Regions from separate parts of the Mus musculus genome. Here region 2 is linked to region 1. Evidence: chromatin contacts called from public HiChIP or PLAC-seq data. All regions are on one chromosome and are shown on one strand. The core of a region is the stretch at or near the end of the contact, and the rest is flanking DNA. Distances in the headings are between cores, read along the strand shown. Region 1 has its middle 28 kb from the start of Gm39253. Region 2 overlaps Gm45904 (a long non-coding RNA gene).

Region 1 (3,208 bases), core at 291-2,790:
TGGATGATTTTGTACACACCACTACCTGCTTTATAATTTTATCACTAGTTTTCACAAAAATGGAGCACAGACAAAATTGCTCCAGCATTCTTATAGAGGGTGCTAGAAACAGGAGAGAAGAATTCTGACATGTGCAGGAATGGAGAGAAAAATTTATAAGCAGACCAGTGGTGGAGAAGAAACAGATAACTCGGGTTCTGATCTAGCGTGCATCCTTCCGTAGCCTTTCTCTCCCCACCCCTTAACAGACTATCCCTAGCATCACCTAGCAGCAAGTAACAGTTTTATCTATTCAGGCATCAAATGTCATATCTGTCTGTTTCACTGTATCAGTCAGCAAAATGCATGTCATTCAAGTAGTCCTAAAATTATTAAGTGCTTAATAAGACCCTATGCAATTCACTTTTCTTTCTTTCTGTTTTTCCTTTTTTTTTTTTTTTTTTTTTTTTAGTTTGTTTGTTTGTTAAGACAGGGTTTCTCTGTGTAGTCCTAGCTGTCCTGGAACTCACTCTGTAGACCAGGCTGGCCTTAAACTCAGAGCTCCACCTGCCTCGGCCTCCTGAGTGCTGGGATTAAAGGCGTGTGCCTCCACTGCATGGCAAAAGATTTGTAATTTGTTTGTTTGTTTGGGGGTGTTGTTTGTTTTGTTGCTTTTGCTTTTGCTATTCCTGCCCCCAGGACAGAGTCTCACTATATGGCTCTGGCTGTCCTGGAACTCATGATGTAGACCAGGCTGGCTTCAAACTCACAGAGCTCCACCTGCCTCTGCCTCCCAAGTGCTGGGATGAAAGGTGGTGTGCCACCATACCCAGCTGCAATTCACTTTTCAAAAGCAAAAACTACAGGGTTAGGAATCTGGTTTCGTAGGTAAAGGGCTTGCTGCACAAACATGAAGTCCTAAGTTCAGATCCCTGGTCAAATAAATAAATAAATAAATAAATAAATAAATAAATAAATGGCATGAGGCATGGTAGCACGTGCCTATAATCACAAGATGACAAGACTCCCTGGCAAGCCAGTCTAGCCAATCAGTTAATGTCTAGGTTCAGCAGCATCAGTTGCTTCCAAAATTAAGGTAAAGAGCAATAGAGGAAGTCACTAGACACAGATCTCTGGCCTGCACATGCGTGTGCATGGGTGTGCATACCTTCATGTGTACACATGTATAAGAGTAAAAACCACTTTTATCATAAGAAAAAAATTCTTTTAACTCTCTCTGAAAGGTCAACTCTTAAAAGACACCTGAGGTGAGGTGAAATTCGAGAAAGTATTAAACAGTTACATAGGGTCTTACCAACTTCTTTTAAAAATCTCATTATGTGCCTGTGAATGGCTGTGTGCACAAGTGTGCAGGTGCCTGTGTGTGCCTGTGAATGGCTGTGTGCACAAGTGTGCAGGTGCCTGTGTGTGCCTGTGAATGGCTGTGTGCACATGTGTGCAGGTGCCTGTGTGTGCCTGTGAATGGCTGTGTGCACAAGTGTACAGGTGCCCCCAGAGGCCAGAAGAGGAAGCCTGATCCCCCGGAGCTGGAGTTGCAGGCAGGGAAGAGCTGTCTGCTGCCTGTGCCCTGAACTGTGTGCCTGCGTGTGCTCAGCATCTCTCCAGCCCTTCACTTTTACTCAATTCAGAATAAGTGGGATTTTGCATATCAGAGGCAGTCGGCGGGACTGTGGGATATGCATGGCATAAGAGAAACGCTGACAATTAATGGAAGGTCAGAGAGTAGTATCCAGGATGAGAATTCAATAAAACTTTCATTCTCGTGGATTTTACTTCAGGAATCTCGTTATTTCCTCCCCCACCCCTCAGTTCAAAACTCTACAGTAGGGAGCTGTGCACAGTCGTAGTGACATCAAATCCAAGCAATATCGAACTGAATTTCAACTGTCCCTTCGAGCAGCTTTAAGCCCCAGAATGCCGGGATAGACAGTATAACCTCCACTCGGAATAACAAACAAATCCCCCCGGCTGTATCCACTTCCACCCTGTGCACTGACTTGAATCCCTGGGAAAAGGGAAGCAGGCTACATGACAATTTCAAAAATAGCCAGAGATTGGAAAATTAATGCATCAAAGAGCATGTTGTTTGGGCCTTTTGTCTAAAGGGCAAGTGCAGATAAATGGGAATTTGAAACTGCCTGTGCCATATATAGGGATTTGTTTCCTGCACAAAACTCCAAAGAAAACAGGGCATTCAGATGGTAATGAAGAGAGGGCCTGGGTGTAGATAATAGTGTGTTAAACTTGGATAGGCTAATTGTGCGTTTTCATGTGAATCAGCCTCCTGCTAAGACTCATTAGGAATGCACATTAAAGATATAGACAAGTGCGCCGCCTTTTAATCAAGTGTCTTATTTCTCACAACTATTAGGATTGTGAGCATTTCTGGCTAAGTGCAATTTTTGGCTGAAAGCTTAATGGTGCAGCCTGGAAATCTGATTCTATTTCAAAGCTGCAGGAATATCACCACACGAGGGTGAATGGGGAGGAAACTGGAGGCTGGGGGGAGTGGGCTAGAATAGGAATTGATCAATTTCTTTCTTTTCTCTTAACTAAATAAGCCGAATTCTCACTTGGAATCCATACAAATCCCTTGGCAGAATATCAGTCTACAGATGGTGCCAGGGAAATGACAGGCAGCGACCACAGCAGCAGTGCTTAGGAGACATGTAAGGGGACGTGATGGCGAGAGAAAGCGTATGGAGCCCAGATCTCCAGCCACTGCCTCAAATAGAGTGAATTCATATACAGGGTGATTGGCATTTAGAACAGCAAAGAAAGACCTATAGGATTTTGATCAAGGATACAACAGGAGAGCCACACATAATTAAGATCATTGAGAAGTTAAAATTGTGCTGGAGAGATGGTCCCGTGGTTAGAGCACTTGCTGCTTTTGAGGACAGGAGTACAATTCCCACATGAAGTGACTCACAATCATGGGTAACTCCAGCTCCTGGGGATCCATCGCCCTCTTCTGGCCTCCAGGGTTACTCACACTCACATGCCTATATCCACACAAAAAAACACCCCTCCCAAACTAAAACCAATCTTGAAACAAAATAAAGTAAATCTAAGTAGTTAAGCCTTTGAATTCTAAACTTTCTTGCAAAAGAATTGTCTCTTTGTCCCCCTAATTTATATTATATACATTTCTAAGAAGCAAACACTTAAATTTGGCTGCGTTAGCTTCCACAGTATATTCAAAGGT
Region 2 (3,208 bases), core at 409-2,908, 640 kb before region 1:
ACACTCCTTCTCCCTACACTTCTGCCACCAGGATGTTCTTTCCAAGCGCACAGAGCCAAGCAACCACAGCTATGCCATCTGAGACAACTCACCCTCTTCCCTTGCTATTATATCAGGCATTTTGGTCTCTGATGAAAATAGTAGCCTACAAGTTATCCATAAATGTAACACGGCAGAGGATTTTGGCTGTGTGTTTACTACTGGATCACTAGTTTTCAGTACTAGCCGATCATTGCCCTTTAGATCATCATTCCTCAATAAATAGTGAGAGCAGCCCTCTCCCTGCCCCAGCAGGGACTTCCTCTTCTCTCAATAGCATCAACAACATACCTTGATAAGTCAGGGGCAAACAGGGTGAGAGGTTGCACACTGAGGAACCCTATCTCTTTCAGGTGAGAGCTTTTCCTAAGTAACCTTAGGCTACTGAATTCAGAATTGTAGATGCTACAATTGACTTTTTTTTTTTTTGCCTTATGTATAGATGTTAGGAATCTATAAAAATGTATCTCACCTGTAACTGCCCAGTAACAAACAGAGAACAAAATAAAAGTACCAATTCCAAGCAAGCTCATTAATTTTTTTTAAGAAATAAATAATTAAAACCAATGGGCAAAATGGCTACCATTAACTTCCCGGCTAAACCTGAAATGAAGTTGTGGGGTTTCACCATTGATCACAGCCTCCTTCCAAACAGGAACTACAAGGCTGTAATTATTCTGAGAGGACAAGTTTCAAACAGCTTCTCCTGCCAATACAGCCGATTGAGGTGATAGATAGCTTCATGACTCGAAAGGGCTTCAGGGCATCAATAAGTCTTTTGCCTGAATCTGTCCCACGGCTGATGAAGTTTCACACTTCCTCAAGATCTCAATTTAGGCACCAAATCCTGTTGGCAGGGCTCCCTAATATGTCTATGATTATGGGGTGCAGAATGGCATCCTGTCGATATGTACATAGACATAACTCACGCTCATATTCTCTTCTCAAACTTGTCTCTGCTTGCAAGCTTAATTCACTCTGCAGTCAATAAAACAGGTGGATTTTTAGAACGCCATGTGCTGACTTCTCCCAAATAAATGTTTGATCCACAGAAGGGGAATTCCTCTAGGAAAATGACATTAACATCAGCAGCAAGTGGCCGTGTCAGGATAAAGGCCCTAGTCTAAGGGGATGCAATAACTTTCTGCCTGTCCAGAACCCACACATCCACCCTTTGGCTACATGTCCTTCTTTCTCAAATATGGACTAATGACTATCAGAAATAGCAACACAAATAATTATAGCTATCAAGGACTTTCACAAGCTGTTTGGAGTTTTCTTTTTTCTTGTCAATTAAAAAAAAAAAAATCCAACTTGCTGACCAAAAAAGGTTGCTGAATGGACCTTCTTAGAAGCTCATTTATCTTCCATTTCCTTTGGAGTCTTCAGTGTATTGCTAACATTCATTTGGAGCAAAGGAATGCGTATGCTTCTTTCTTATATTCTTCCATTTCAAGTCTTAAAGGCTCCCCTCCCCCACCCCATCTGATAGTCACCCTCCTCAATAACGATGTGATTTCTCGGTTATAATACGGGTTCTGTCTCCCTCATCCCACCCCAGTAACTGCAAGCACATTGAAATCCTAGTTACATATTGCTTTCAGTAACCGGGAGCTGCTGGGCTAGAAGGTTTTTAGCTTTACTATTGTTGCCTGGGATTACGCCATGAATGCCAGACCATCTGTCAGGGAACTGCTGCCAAGAGTGGATATTTATCTGGCTTCTCTGTCAATTTAAGAGGACTTAGCAAGTTGGCCACCTGCCAGCAGCTACAGAACCAACCTTCAGAGGGATGACTGCCGAGAAAATGACTGGAATGGTACAATTTTCATCTCCCTTTTCATTTATCCAATTTCTGCACATCTGCACATAATGAAAGGGAAGACGAGGCAACCCCCTCTGCACCTCCACACCCATTCATAGTGACTCTCCCTTTCCATCACTTTCTTCCTGTCCTAAGCCTATCTATCCATCAAGGTCCAGCAGAAATCAAAACCCACAGCAGAACCACAGTATCCCTTCTACCTTTTGGGCTCCTCCTGCCCACTGGCTTCAAACATTTATTAAGTATCTACTGCACATGAGATAGCTATCGCCAGGTACCTAGCAAACCTTGCAGATCTCCCAGACAGGAATGCAAAGGTAACTATAATTCACAAATCTTTTGCCAAGCGTCTGGCCTATCGTATCCATGAAAACTCATTGCAAAAAAAAAAAAAAAAAAAAAAACTGGCATGAGGAAGCAAGTTTATAATCAAATATAGGGTTGGGAGAACACTCGCAAGAAGTATTTACTGAGTTTTCCAATGAGGTGAGAGTGTAGATATAAAACAACCAGATGCTAGAGTTTAAGGTCCAGCCCTGTAGTCAGACAAACCCCATTTCAATTCAGAAAAGTTCTCAGTAGGAGGTGGGGGTAACATTTCTGAGGGAATAATTTGAAATATATACACATTTGTCATAAGTGGGTTGCCTATTTTTTTTCATTTCTTTTGAACATTAATAGAAAAGCAAGTTTAAAAAAAAAAGTTTTCCTGATCCAGGAAAACTGCATTGGAAATGTAAATGAAGAAAATACCTAATTAAAAAAATTAATTCAAAAAAAAGTTTTCCAATTGTGTCATATTTAGTCTACAAAAGTCCCCTATTAGAGACAATTTCTATTTCTGTGGCTGCAGTTACCCATGATCAACTGTGTGAAAAAAATATATATATCAATTAGTCCAGAGACAAACAATGCATAGGTTTTAAATGACCTATCATTTTGAGTATCATAATGATATCCTTCTTATGGTGTCCAACTCTAGGATGAGAAACACCTCTTTGCCCAGTGTGTACACACTGTAACACTACCAGCCCACTGACTAACTGAAGTCATCTTGGTTATCAGACCAGCTGTCCTGAGATCAGAGTGCTTATGTTCAAGCAACCCTTATTTTATTAAGTAGTGGTTCAAAATTGCAAGAATATTGATGCTAGAAATGTTTTATAGTCTATTTTATAATTATTCTGTTTTATTATTAACTTATTGCTATCAATCTTTTTACATGATATGTCTGTAAGTTAAACTTGATCTTACTATTTATGTGCCAGAAAACCATAGTACACACACACACACACACACACACACATGCTTTAATAAAATATTGTACATGGTTTCTGTAATATA

What was found. HiChIP or PLAC-seq counts read pairs in DNA pulled down with a chosen protein or histone mark.
Region 2: a contact with region 1 is called in an H3K4me3 HiChIP or PLAC-seq map of embryonic basal ganglia, with 4 times the contacts expected there. The contact joins two enhancer-like sites. A contact is called at or near these places in 2 of 115 datasets of contacts at active chromatin or transcription factors (astrocytes and embryonic basal ganglia) and 1 of 9 other capture datasets (embryonic tail).

The regions. Positions count from the first base shown.
Region 1 is chr8:112,268,098-112,271,305 of GRCm38.p6, reverse strand. No RefSeq gene overlaps it. Among named protein-coding and RNA genes, the nearest start is that of Gm39253, 28 kb to the left of the region's middle. Within about 2 kb of position 1,540, at least 33 of the 459 cell types and tissues checked have an H3K27ac peak or open chromatin away from gene starts, as enhancers often do. A contact at or near this core is called in embryonic basal ganglia, where this site is marked.
Region 2 is chr8:112,905,416-112,908,623 of GRCm38.p6, reverse strand. The region is part of intron 1 of Gm45904 (a long non-coding RNA gene); the gene reads left to right. Among named protein-coding and RNA genes, the nearest start is that of Gm45904, 15 kb to the left of the region's middle. Within about 2 kb of position 1,658, at least 46 of the 459 cell types and tissues checked have an H3K27ac peak or open chromatin away from gene starts, as enhancers often do. A contact at or near this core is called in embryonic basal ganglia, where this site is marked.